2 separate regions of the Mus musculus genome follow, and region 2 is linked to region 1. The links are chromatin contacts, called in public Hi-C maps. All regions are on one chromosome and are shown on one strand. Each heading gives the region's core, a stretch centred on a gene start, on an enhancer-like site or on the middle of the called end of the contact. The rest is flanking DNA. Distances are from core to core; before and after follow the strand shown.

Evidence for each region. A called contact is a pair of places that touch in the nucleus more often than the background predicts.
Region 2: a contact with region 1 is called in a Hi-C map of the N1E-115 cell line, with 1.7 times the contacts expected there. The contact joins the enhancer-like site here to the promoter of Vat1l in region 1. A contact is called at or near these places in 5 of 39 promoter capture datasets (3T3-L1-derived adipocytes, embryonic stem cells, liver and 1 more), 4 of 484 Hi-C or Micro-C datasets (the N1E-115 cell line, cerebellar granule neurons, cortical neurons and 1 more), 1 of 115 datasets of contacts at active chromatin or transcription factors (forebrain) and 2 of 9 other capture datasets (adipose tissue and embryonic tail).

The regions. Positions count from the first base shown.
Region 1 is chr8:114,204,341-114,206,926 of GRCm38.p6, reverse strand. Vat1l (vesicle amine transport protein 1 like) reads right to left here and starts at 1,287. Exons shown (of 9, transcript NM_173016.3): 1 at 985-1,287. The coding sequence starts at 1,211. It overlaps Gm30272 (a long non-coding RNA gene), which reads left to right and starts at 1,293. Exons shown (of 3, transcript XR_388052.4): 1 at 1,293-1,673; 2 at 2,088-2,185.
Region 2 is chr8:114,305,245-114,307,830 of GRCm38.p6, reverse strand. All of the region lies in intron 7 of Vat1l (vesicle amine transport protein 1 like), which reads right to left. Among named protein-coding and RNA genes, the nearest start is that of 4933408N05Rik, 45 kb to the left of the region's middle. Within about 2 kb of position 1,295, at least 12 of the 459 cell types and tissues checked have an H3K27ac peak or open chromatin away from gene starts, as enhancers often do. A contact at or near this core is called in the N1E-115 cell line and cerebellar granule neurons, where this site is marked.

The DNA.
Region 1 (2,586 bases), core at 38-2,537:
GGCAGAGACAAGCTTTCTCACTTACACACTACTGGGGAAATCTCTGCTGTTCTAGGCACTGGCAAGTTTCCCCAGGAGAATAGCGGACCTCTTAGAGTGTGGGCTCCTTCTGCGGCCACCACAGGAGTTCGTTCCTAAGGAATAGGATGGGGCTTTCCCAGCCAGGAGGAAAGCAGAAGATGCAGTGGGGGAGAGAAGGCTGCATCCCTGGTCTCACCTTTCACCCAGCTTAGAGGCCGAGGATTTAACCCTCTTGATTCTCAGTTCCTTCTCTCACAGTAAGTACTGGGAAGGAGATACACAAGGGCATGCACCCTGCCTTCAGCCCCATTTGGACGCAGAGAGGTGAAAAGGGAGATCAAGTGTCAAGTGGCAGCCACACCACTTACTGGCAGCTCAGCGATCTTGGCAGATCATTTATTTTCCCCCATCCACTGTTTTTCTCACCTCTAAAGCTGGGCACCTGACTTACTGGGTCTCAGGAAGTATTAAACGGGATCGTATATGTAAAACTCCAGAAAGAAAGAAAGAAAGAAAGAAAGAAAGAAAGAAAGAAAGAAAGAAAGAAAGAAAGAAAACAAACTAGCACCAGGAACTACGTGTATATACACGGCGATTGTTATTTTTTTTAACCATGCTAACGATCAAGTCCCACCCTTACGTCCCTCCCAGTGTTAGGAGCTGAGTTGTCCTACAAGAGGGGCACAAGGCAATTTTCCAGACCTCAAGTCCTAGGCACCACTATCCTTCCTGTCACCCTACATCTGGTGTGGGGAGAAGGACCACCTCTGAGCATCCTCCCCAGGCTCCAGTGGCTTGGGCTACCCGGGAGGTTCTGAGAGCCAAGTGTGAATGCAGAGAGGGTGCTCGCTGACTGTGGGTGCTGGGTACCTGGGGCAGCATCCCCAATCTAGGCTCTCCCACCCACTGCCGGTGCGCCCAGCGCGGAAAGAGAGAAAAACCAAAAAGTCGTGGATACTGGACCAGGCTTTGACGCGGATCTTGAGCTCGCCGTCCTGTGGCTCCGGCATGGCCTTTCTAGAGAGCCTCAGCTTGTTGAGTCCGCCGAAGCCGGCCAGCACCACAGCGCGCATCTCCTGGGCATCCCCGAGGCGGTGGGAGCCGTCGCCGCCCTCAGCAGGTTCCTTGCTGGTCTCCTTCTCAATCATTTGTTCGGTCTCCTCCGCTTTCTCTACGCCTTCCTTAGCCATGGCGCTCGAGGGGCCGCGGGGCGCACAGGCTGCGGTTGTGAAGGGGTCGGGTCTGCTCTCCCGCGGGTTCCTCCTGTTGAATGTGGGATGCTCTTCAGTGCAATGGCTGCAACCTCTGTGAGCGGAGCCGCGGTCCACCGCCTCCGCCGTAATCCTTAGAGGAGCCGCGCCCTAGCGCCCCACCCCCTCCCTCACATTTCCTCCTACTTACTCCAAAACAAATCTCAAGTCCACCTTTTGTGCTAGTACTAAGTCAGGCTATTTGTCTCAACACTAAAAACAGATTTCCCCAAGACTCTTGAATACAAACACAGAAGAAGAGGCCGGATGGCTACTCCAACCCCTACAATGGGCAAATACTTGGGTATATACGGCACAGACTCTGGCGCCTTGAAATGGACAGAGACGAATGTCTGGGCCTGGAGGATGCTGCGAGAGACAAGGTTGCCTCTTCTCCCGCGGGTAGGCAGGGATGGGAGGGATAGCTGGGAAATTGGGCTGTTTCCCATCTGCTGGTTCTGAGTGGAGCGGCAGGGAGGTGCGGGAAGTTAAAGATACATCCCAAGTAAGGCTCCAAAGAGCCAGGTCCAGTCTTTTCCATCTGGACGCCACCCCCCACCCCCACCCCTGTCACTAGGGATGCTGTTTCTGGACTTCTGTGGCTTCCTTATGACAGTTAGTTCTCAGTACCCATGCTTTTTTTTCTAGGAAAGAGGCTCCCAGAACAAGCCTGTTTCCTGCTAGGACCTCCAGAGGACCAAATTCTCTCTCTCTCTCCTCTCTCTCTCTCTCTCTCCCTCTTTCTCTCTCTCCCTTTCTCCCCCCTCCCTCCTCCCTCCCCCCTCCCCTCCCCACACCTGCCTTTTGTTTTGCAAGGTTACAGAAAAACAACAACAACAACAACAACAACAACAAAAAAAACGAGTACTTTCCCCAGCAGTGTTTGGTGACACATCTGTAGTATGGAAGCTGAGGTAGGGCGACCCTGTCTTAAAAAACCTAAACAAGAATTTAAAATTGCTGGGCGCGTGCGTGCGTGTGTATGTGTGTGTATGTGTGTGTGTACGCGCGTGCGCGCAACGCCTTTAATTTCAGAATTCCAGCAACCAGGAGGCAGATGAATTTCTCATGAATCTGAGGATAGACTGGTCTACATAGTGAGTTCCAGGGTGGCCAGCTCTACATAGTGAGACCCTTTCTCCAAAAATAAAATAAAAAAATAACAAAACTACAGATGCAATCCAATCATATCCATCACATAATAAATTCTGATTCTTAAAAAAAGGTCATTTGTGCTATCTTAAAAGGCGAGATAGGAGTTGCCTTGTGCGGTGTAAGAGATCCAATTTCTCAGCTCAGGTGCCTGTGTCAGTTT
Region 2 (2,586 bases), core at 46-2,545, 100 kb before region 1:
GGGCTTAGCTCCCAGGGGGCAAGGTAAGTCACTCCTGCTGTCCCTCTCTCTTAGTCACAGCATTAAGATTTCATCTCCACATCCTCGTCCTCACCCTGTTCTCTGTGGAGTAAACTCATACGTATGTGAAGTTGCTAGGGAAACTGTCAAAATGAGATAGTTAAAAGAGAAATAGGAAAATATCCACTCTGGCTTTTAATCTTTTTTTTTTAACACTTTGTTTTGTGTGCCTGTGTGTGTGTGTATGCATGTATATGCATATGCATGTGTATGTCTGTATTTGTGTGTGTGCACATGCTCATGGCCAGTGCACATGGAAGCCAGAGACAGCCAATGGGAGTCAGCACTCTCCTTCCTAGGGATTGAACTGGGTTCATCATGTTTGACAACCAGCTGGTGCCTTTTCTTGCCCAGTGATCTCACCTGCCCCATACTCTGGTTTTTACCCTCCAGCATCCAATCACCAACTTGTATATTGATATGCAAAGGCTTTAGGCCTGGCAGGGAGAGCAGGGATTATTCTCATTTCTTAGACACAGAAACCCAGGTTTAGGAATATAAAGTCCTCTGTAATTAGAGAAGCTAGGGATTGGTGAGCCAAGGTCTTGAAAGTCTTCGCACGCCTTTAATCCCAGCATTTGGGAGGCAGAGGCAGGTGGATTTCTGAGTTCGAGGCCAGCCTGGTCTACAAAGTGAGTTCCAGGACAGCCAGGGCTACACAGAGAAACCCTGTCTCAGAAAAACAAAACAAAACAAAACAAAACAAAACAAAAAACAAACAAAAACAAAAAACAAACAAAAACAAAAAACAAAAAAACCAAAAACCAAACCAAACCAACCAACCAACCAAACAAAATAACAAAGGATTTGGGAGAACCAGAGAGAAGGGCTCAGAGCAAAGGCATGTTTACTCTTAGACTGGCTTTAGACAAAGGCACTCTTACTCTAAGAAGGGATATGGGTTCCTGTTAGGAGCTCAGCCTCAGGAGACAGTGAACCTGAAAGCCAAGTTTGACTTCACTACTTAGCTGTGTGACCACAACTAGGTCATATAACCGTTCTCTGAAACTCAGCTTTTTTTGCCTGTAAAATGGGATAAAGAATTGTTCTTTCCTTATGGGACCACCACACATCAGAAACGTTCATGTATTTAAGGTCTCAGCACCATGCTGGCTCAGGGCCAGCATCATATTTCAGCCATTCCTGTTACTTTGTCATCCATCCAAGACTTGGTAGACAGCTGCTCACTTACAGCTTATTACAATGACTAACGGGCACATGGCACTTTCCTGGCAGAGCCTCCCAGATAAGCTGACAACTTAGTAATCAGAGATGAGTTGGTTGAGGGAGGAGAAAGGGAAATAGTAGCATGTGTTTATCATGTGCGCTGCTAGGAGCTTCTGCCCCCCAAAGTGGATTCACAGATGTCTTTGGCAAGGACCAAGCAACAGAAGGCAGGAGCGCCAGTGAGCCTGTGGTCCCTGTGGTGGCATCTTGGAGGAAGCTGCCACAGGAGCGACAACTGTAGGATCAGAGAAAGACATGTTCCCATTCTTCCCTTCTGGAGAGCAGAGGCCCCAGGGACTTTATACACATCGCTTCTGGACATTACTACAGCATCTCTATTGAGGAGGCACTGCCACTATTTTCTTTCATTTTATGGTGGGCAGAGTGAAGCCTGGGTAAGAGGAAATAAGGTGATTGCCTAAAAGAACCCGAGGCTGAACCTGAAACAAGGAAGATGGAGACCTCTTCTAGAATCTTCCCTTTGAATTCGGACACCACCAAAGTGTGTCTCTTTGGCTCTTTATGGTCCACCATTTTGGATTCACAAGTTATGTGTTGACGTGTGTCCTTCCCGCCTTGCCTGCTAGGTTTTCAGCTACAGGCTCACTACGCCGTGCTCACCTTTAGAAACCTCTTTCTTAAAGTCACATTTGTTGAAAGAAAGTGGCAAGCTCCCTACTAAAATCCCGTTTGCAAATATCTAACGCCCACCTTCCCCAACAGACTCCCTTGGTGTCTGGATTCCAAGACATTGGCAGGTGGAATTTTCACTCCCCCAAGGAAATTTACAGACCTCAGGTTGTCAGAACCCGGGATAGCAGAAGGCTACCTGAATAATGGGCTCACCTCACCTAGGTCTTTACCCTGATGCTCGGTAATCAGAGGCAGCCTGACTGCAGACCCATCATCATGATATGTACCACATCAACCCCGTGACACAAAACCTTCCTGTGCCCTCTGAGACCTAAGAAGAAACCCTCAATCTGTCCTGTGGGTTTGAACTCTCCTTAGAGTCTCACTAAGTACTCTGTCTGTCTGTCTGTCTGTCTGTCTGTCTGTCACTGTCTCTGTCCATAGCATTAACACATTTCTTATTTAATGGGACAACCTTAAGGTGAACCTTTAATTCTGGACTCTTTCACTCCTTATGTCTGTATGTTGAAATCCTAACGCTTATGCTGTGACCATCTTTTCAGATGCAGTTCGTTAGATGACAGACCAGGAGGGCAGAAGCTGGTACTCTCTGTGACCTTATCAAACAGGGAACTTGGGAGGTGGATGCGTGCAGGGACACCATCT